Linked DNA regions of Capsicum annuum: region 1 is linked to region 2. The links are chromatin contacts, called in public Hi-C maps. All regions are on one chromosome and are shown on one strand. Each heading gives the region's core, a stretch centred on a gene start, on an enhancer-like site or on the middle of the called end of the contact. The rest is flanking DNA. Distances are from core to core; before and after follow the strand shown.

The links. A called contact is a pair of places that touch in the nucleus more often than the background predicts.
Region 1: a contact with region 2 is called in a Hi-C map of bud, with 5 times the contacts expected there. The contact joins the promoter of LOC107841913 here to the enhancer-like site in region 2. A contact is called at or near these places in 3 of 5 Hi-C or Micro-C datasets (bud, leaf and placenta).

Annotation. Positions count from the first base shown.
Region 1 is chr1:176,947,381-176,951,661 of UCD10Xv1.1, reverse strand. It overlaps LOC107841913 (BI1-like protein), which reads right to left and starts at 2,748. Exons shown (of 4, transcript XM_016685765.2): 1 at 2,274-2,748; 2 at 1,633-1,746; 3 at 1,361-1,518; 4 at 823-1,248. The coding sequence starts at 2,532. The coding sequence ends at 1,042. LOC107841898 (a long non-coding RNA gene) reads left to right here and starts at 4,178. Exons shown (of 4, transcript XR_001665482.2): 1 at 4,178-4,281.
Region 2 is chr1:176,736,595-176,740,579 of UCD10Xv1.1, reverse strand. No RefSeq gene overlaps it. Among protein-coding and RNA genes, the nearest start is that of LOC107841878, 20 kb to the right of the region's middle. Within about 2 kb of position 2,694, at least 5 of the 5 cell types and tissues checked have an H3K27ac peak or open chromatin away from gene starts, as enhancers often do. A contact at or near this core is called in bud and leaf, where this site is marked.

The DNA of each region.
Region 1 (4,281 bases), core at 1,499-3,998, 210 kb before region 2:
TAATCCTTCATTTGAGAAACATATTCTTTACCATAGCGAATGTGAACGATCTCAGCCAAAAATCATAGGTGGTTTGCTTCTGATCCTACCAATTCGGAACGAGAATCAGGGGTAATCTAAGGGAATTCTACAAGAAGGTCAACTGGTTTTAGAATTAGAGTATCTAACTAAAACTTCATGTGAGCTAAGCAAAATTCCTAAGCTGCATCAGTAAGCTAAACGATATTGGTGGGCATTGACTTTTCCGTGATACTCATCTTTCTCTTACATAAATTGTAAATGGACTCTTTTAAGTGCCATAATTGATGTGGAATGACTTGATCTACGCAGTTGACAGTTGATCAACTCTGCTAGTGATGATTTGTCATATTAACCTTCTCAGTTAGGTTGGTAGAAAGTTCTAGCCAGGTATAATGTTGGACAAGGGAAAAACCATACAATGTCTACCTCTGGGATAGCAGCGTACAATTTCCGTCTGTTTTGTATCAGGTATTTTTTTCCAGAGATTAATACCTTAGCCCCCTAAAAGTAGTGATGACTACCAGACCAAGGAGAGATTGCACACAACTGCTACTGAAAGTTCAAAAGGAGGTAAAATGAGAAAACTTTAATTTTTAAAAAGACGACCCAAAACTACAAGCGTACATCATACAAGTTGAAAATTTCAGCAACCAACACCTTCATAATTTAATTCCGTATTACATGAATTTTGCTAGCACAAGGGAACTGGACACATAACACATTCAAAGTTAAAAGAATATATTGCTACGTTTGAGCTCTGTCAGGCCAGAGAACGTGTCCCATTTCTCTTGAGTCAATTACTGTAAAAATAAATGACACTTTATTTTGGAATTTCCAGATAATTAGCCTTGACAACATCAAAACACTGGAACTTAAGAGTGCTACTTACAAGTAATATACCAGTAGAGAGATAGTAAGATGCCTATCTATAGAACGGTATTTCTGCATACTAATGGACAAACAAAGCAATTCTTAAAAATGTTCCAATCACACACACATCAGGTGACAGTGCCCACAAACTTAGTTGTCTCCCTGCCTCAGAATGCGCAGAATGGTCAAGAACAGGTTCAGAACATCCAGGTACAGAGTGACAGATGCCCAGATGTATTCATCATATGTGAACCTCTTAATCAGGTTGTCTGTGTCATAAATGATGTATCCGCAGAAAATTATAGCACCCATTGCGCTGTAAACAGCACTAGTTGTAGATCCAAGAGGGAAGAACATCTGCAAATGGACAAACTCTCAAAAGTCAGAGCTACAAAATAGAAGGTCATGTGAAAGTTCTATTTTCTCGAACTGGAACAGGGTGATAGGCAGAAGGGAAGGTTACACCAACCTGCATAAATCCAGTCAGGATAAGTACAAAGAGGCTAGTAAACAGTATTGGACCCAGGAAGCTGAAGTCCTTGCCCTTCTTAGAAGCCCAGAATGTGTATCCGGTCAGGGCTGAAACTACAGCTGATGTCAAGACCAAAGCTTCAAGCACAATTCTTCCTGTAATTTCGAAGCACATGAGCATGAGCAAAATCATCCAACATGTCAAAGTATAAAGATAACAACAACAAATGCCAAAAATAGAAAGATTCATAAAGCAAAGAAACTACTCACCATCAGTATTAGCACACGTCACACCCACTGTGAGACTCAAAGAGACAGTGAAGAGGCCAAGGAAAACAAAATTCAATGGATGCCTCTGCTGATATACGTGCAAGGGCCACAGCACTGCACACAAACAAATTATTACTGTTAGCTTTCTACAAAAGGAAGGAAAGTGGTGCAGACAGGTCGATAAACTTTTGGACAATTTGATATGAGCGAATCGAGAAGCATCAGACCATGCATTAAGTACAAATTCGTAGTGCAGTTGCAAACAGATCTGAGAAAAATATCTACATTTAAAAGAGGGAGGAGTGAATGCTTTCTTTGTCTTGCCAATTTTTCATAGAAAATCCCAAAATAAAAAGGTTTAGACGAAACAAGATTTCAGTGATTCCGTCTTCTATATAATTCTTTAATTCAGATTCAATTCCAACAAATACGACTAATACAACAACAAACACATGCATAAAAGAAATAAATTTACGGCGAAATCCTAGATCTCAAATTTCTACTCTCAAAATACGAAATAACGACAATACAAAGCACACAAAAAATCATCAAATACAAAGAAGTCAACGATTCAGAAAGCAGATCGGGTGAATCACAAACAAAATAACCAAAAAATTGATAGATCTAGGGTAATGACTTACAGACGAAAGGAAGGAAAATGAGGAAGAGAAGAAGGCCAGGGCTGCCACGAAGGAGATCATTGATTGGTGCATAAAGAACGGTAACAGCGGAGACAAGAGTAGTGATGAGGATCTGAGCAGCAAGAATACCATACACTTTACGAATGAAACCCCAACGCAATTGATTCTCTCCATATCCAAGACCTGGATACAATGTTCCTTCCTCTATATCCCCTTTGATTCCTCCATCTTCCGTGTTCAAGCTCGTAAATCCGTACATCTTCGATCTCTCTCTATTCCTTTTTTCTCTGCAAGGAAAATGAATAAGGGTGGTCGTTGTGTTGGAATACAGAAGAAGAAAGAGTGTATTATCGTTAATCAATTTTTAGATAATTCCAACTGAAAAACAAATTGTAATATGTATACAAGTTTTTGCGATGTTACTTGAAATTCTCTCTCCACTAATAAATAAAAAATTATCCCAATATATTTCCTTATATTTTATTTCATTTTTATCTTTAATTATTCATCTTACTAAAAATTAATGACCAAACTCATCGGTGACCCCTAAAATTGGCACCATCTTTCACTTAGATATCTTAACTGGATCATGTTTATTTTAAACACCTCAAGTAGATAAAAGTATCTTACTTTGATACTTTTTGCCTTATTAAAATTAAGGTGAGGCGCGTGTGAGTCAAACGACCCACGTAGATTTTATAAGTCATTTAAAGCTTGCCACGATGAAAACTACTTTACACATTAGCATATCAAAATTTAAGGGGTAAAATCCCACAAAATTTTTATTTCCATATCATTTCTCAAACCCGATTGAAGAGCTCCGATAATTTATTTATTTTTACTTTTGATTCAATTTTCGTTAATTCGTAGAGAGATCTAGCTAATAATGGTATTTTTTGTAGATACAATGAATGCAATGAAGTGTTGATTAATGTTCATCGACGAAATTGAAGATTTTTTTTTTTAAATTAACGAAATTGAAGAAATTTGAGGCACAACTAAAGTTGTTCTTTACTTTTTTTCTATTTTCCTAATTGTATGGATATTTTACCCCAACAATTCGTAGTGTTTTTTCTGAATTTTTATTATTGGAGTTTTTTTAGGGATTTCAGTGACAAAGTTAGGATTTTGTGTGGGTGTTTTGGGGATTTGACTAATTTATGTGTTATTTTTCAGATTTCACTGATAAATACAAGGTTATTTTGGTACTTTTCTGGTTCAAGGGTATTTTGGGTATTTCTTTTTGTTGAGAATCTTCTGGGGGCTGTTAAGGAAATATAATGGACAACTATATTTTGACTTGTTTTCATCACGGGGGAAATATTGTAGCGGGCCCTAAGCTTAGTTATAAAGGTGAGGTTGATGTCTTTGCTGTTGCTATTGATAAAGACCACTATAGTCTTTTTAAGTTTCTTTCCTACGCTAAAGATCTTGGGTATTCAAATATTGAGGGGTTCCACTGTCAACATACATATGGTGAAGAGTTAGTTCCAATTAATTCTGATAGAGAGTTATTTGACTTTATGAAGGACTTGAAAGATGGTGATGAGCTTGATGTGTTTCTTCTTCATGGCATTTAGGGCTGTGCAAATTTTGGTTCAAACCATTAACCCGAACCGATAATATGCTTATCGGCTTAACAATTCATTTTTTTTTGATTATCGGATCAGTTTTTGGTACAGATTTTTCTAAAATCAGGTTATCGGCTCGGGCATCGATTTATAAACCCTTTTTATCGGGTGGCCCGATAACCCAATATCCCGTTATAATTACAATACAGTGTAGTGGTGTACCAGACTGCTGAGTGCTGAGCCCATTTATAATCCATTAGATTAGTCATTAACATATGGCCTATAAGGCCCAATAGGCCAACACCCTTTTAACTTTTTAATTCCATCAGTGAAATAACTATTAGCACTTAGGGTTTAACTTTATTCAAAAACATAGAAATATTCTTGAGTTGCGCCTCTTACTGACTTACTCTTAGCGGCGCCTCTCCTTATAAGAA
Region 2 (3,985 bases), core at 1,445-3,944:
AAAATGTGGAAGTTGCGTGAACAAGGTGTATAAAGCAAGTGAATCTTCTCTTCCAATTTGGCCTTACACAAGATAAAGGTGTTGCAATCTTCGAAGACATCAAGCATCTTGAATTGCTCAACAATGCAGCTTTAGAAGAGCTATAAATACTTGAAACGAGAAAATAACATACTGGAGATTCAAGCTTGGGGTAGAACAGAAATCAGACTGGAGAGATTGGAGAGAGAAATAGACTTATTTCAATTTTAGGAGACCAGATATGGACCCAAGTATATTTTATTGGACTTAAAATCTTGTTCAAACTCTTTAAAATTATAAAAAGCACCTCAACCTCATCTTTTCTCGCTTTTTAAACCCAAAAAATGGAAAAATAAATGAAAAAGAGATTGAACAGGCATTTTGCGAATAAATTTTTGAAACTGATCTTTTTGTCAAATCTTCTCATGACACTTAGATTTAAAATGTTAAATACCACAACTCGAGCACGAAAAGTATTTATGCCTAGGCAAGACGTCATAGTTATGTAATGCAAATATCACCTATATTTATAGCAAAACAATCTCAAACCGTCATAGTTATGTAATGCAAATATCACCTATATTTATAGCAAAACAATCTCAAACATATAAATGCATTCAGATTTATTGCAAATGCATTTAAATTTGAGCAAATCCCATTTCAATTCTAAAGATCAACAACTTAATTAATTTAAATTAAGGTTAATTCAATAAAATCTAGGACGAATTATAATCACACTAGTTCATTAATTATTCTCAATAGAAAGTTACTTTGGTGTGAACATAAATTCACATGAGTTTCAGTTACAATTACATTAAAGATGATGAAATCTTTGCGGGATTACTTCAACTAAACTACGAAATTTCACTACATATAGCCGTGTTAATTTGGATATTATCAGTTGTATGTAAGTACAATTTTTTTGTTCATCAGAGAAATGGATGAGGATAAAATTGTTACCGGAGAAAGCTTTAGTAAGGATTGTGGTGCTGATGATGATGAAATCCCACCGGAGAATAATCCTGTTACTGCTGGTTATAGAATGACATGGTCTGAACACAAGATTCGTGAAATCATTCAAGGCATCGAGTATGAGATCGTGGAACTTAAAGCCAAACTTAGTCACATAGATGCAAAAACTTCTGTTGCTGCTAAAATCACTGGTGAAATCGAATTCCTCCTCAATGATCGAAATATTTTGCAGAAGAATTTGGATGAGTTTCTAATGAAACTTGCAGAGCAAGAACGTGAAGGTATATATTGTGTGTTTTGGTTATGTCTGTGTGTATTTGTGTGAGTAACAAACGAAGGGACAATTACAAACTTTGTTTGAGGGGGCTTTTATTTCTATTCTTTTCAATTATTTGATTTGTTTGTTTGTGTAGCACCTAGATATTTGTCTCTGTTCTAAATTTTGGGAAAAGTTATTTTGAATGATTATTAACCATGCTTGTCATGAAAAATAAAGGAAAATATTAGGGCTTGTTTGGCACGAGAGATAATGGATAATTAATTTTGGGATTAATTTTAAAATGAATTTATCCCATGTTTGGTTGGAATAAAATGGTGGAAAACTTATTTTGGAATTAGTTATTTTGTGACTGTAGTGTCATTTTTATCCTATATTAAGGGTGGGATAACAATTCTGGAATAACTAATTTGGGGATAATTAGTTCCGAGATAACGTGTTCCTCAGCCAAAAGAGCCCTATAATTTCGAGAACATTATTTCACTTAAGTCATAAACGGACCCTTAAAGTTGCCCACATTATTCATACGTTAACTTAGCCTTCTTCCTATTAGACACTCTAATTTTTAAAAAATAGCGAGTGTAATGTACATGACAATGAGCGTCAGAATAACAATCAAACGGTGACATATGGCATTTTCAATTAAAATAATCATAAAAATGAATTTTGATGATTAAAAAAATGTCACCCAAAATGAAATAATTTTATAAAAAATCAAAGCAAAAATCCATTTATACATCCCTTCCCCAATCTTCCCTGTTTCTCTATTTCCCGGTCGTCATAATTTCCCCACTCTATCAGTCAAGTTTTTCGATTCTCCACATGTTTTCCTTCTTATTCTCCTCTAATAATTTTCTTCTGCATAAATTTTCTCGATTAACAATCTTTTATTTTTAAAAGAACGAAAAAATAGGTAGAATGAAAAAAAAATGATACTCTAGCATGAAGAGAAAAATGCAAGAGTGATTCTTCTGGGTGGAGAAGCAGCCACGGTAACACAAGGAAAACAAAAGGAGAGGAATTCTGTTAAGGGGATAAAACCTAAAGGATTTAGATTTTTTTTTTTTTTTTGTATGTCCAAAAGAATCACTCTTCCATTTTTTCCTTATGGTGGTAGAGTGGTGGCAGGAGCGGCGGTCTTAAAATAAGAAGGGGGAAATATTTTTTTGAAAATACAAATGGAAAAGGGTTTAATATATCTTCAAGTTTGGAAAATAGTCCACAAATTCTTCATCTTTAGGCTCAAACATATCCTTTCTTCAACCTATTTAACTCAAAAATATCCATTCACTTAACAGTTAACAAATGTCAATTTATTATTGGTTAGAAATTTAACTAATTAATATTTATTATTATTAATAAATAAATAAATGATCCAACCAGATCCCACTATCCCACCCAACTAAAAACTCGATCCGACTAAATATCTTATGAAAAAATTGGGTCATAACATCAAAAGAGGGAAAACACTTTACAGCATATCATTCCACTACTCTCTTCTTCCTTGATCTTTTATGATTCTTTGAAAATAACTTTTCTTTCAGTTGCCAAATCTGCATATCTTCTTGTAGCCATGACATATTTATTGTAGTCTACAGAGCCAAAGGAATTGAAGTGATTACTTGTCCATAACTCGTTTAGCTCCATCCAATGTATTCTTCAGAAGCATTGTAAGCATCATTGGTCCAACGCCTCCCGGAACTGGAGTTATAAATCGACATCTCCAACGAGCCTATAACCCGACTTCCTAGAAGGATCATCTACAGTATTTGTCCCAACATCAATTACTGCAGCACCTGGTTTGATTCAGCTGCCTTTGATCTGAAAAAAGTGTGCAGCAACTTAGTTAAGCGACGACGACGATGACGATAACAACATACCCAGTGATTCCCAATCTGGGGAGAGTAAAGTATACACAGTTCATATCACTACCTCCGCGAAGTAGAGAGGTTGTTTCCGATAAACCCCGGTTCAGGACAAATAACAAATATAACAAATAAAAAATATAAAAGAATCTCGTCCGTTTAATACTCCCTCCATTTCAATTGATTTCGTCACTTTCTTTTTTAGTCCGTTTCAAAAAAATATTAATTCTTTTTTAGCAATTTTTTAATTCCAACTTTTCATGTGACTTGTTTAAGATCACAAGATTAAACAGCATTTTGACACGTTTAACATATGTTTAAGATCACAAGACTGAAAAATCTTCCTTTCTTTATTAAACCTCCGCATCAAGTCAAAACACAAACTAATTGAAACAGAGGGAGTAGTATTTAATTGGGAAAAGCTATATCGCAAGCGTATAGGAAACAAAAACTAATGAATTGAGAATATTCAGAGGATGAAAGCCATCTACAACCTTTTCCAGACTGATTTCACTGAGAACTTTTTCTTTATTAATATGTTTCGGTAACGGGAGCTGCACCAGTATACCTGCAGCAATGCACAAGGTGCCTTCAGCTCACTTGTCTATGTTATGCATCACGATAAACGACCCCATACTCTTGAAGGTCAAAAGTTACTTGCAGAACATTGCTAATAAACCAGAACTGAAAATGGTTACTTGCGGAAAAAGATAAAAAAAAAAGAAGAGAGAAATAAAAACATCTAACCAGCAGTGATGCAAAACTGGCAAAACTGACGAAAAGAAACATAAGAGATTCAAACTACCCAATTTAAAAAGTCATGGTAGAGATGGTCTATACACAGCAGCAGCAG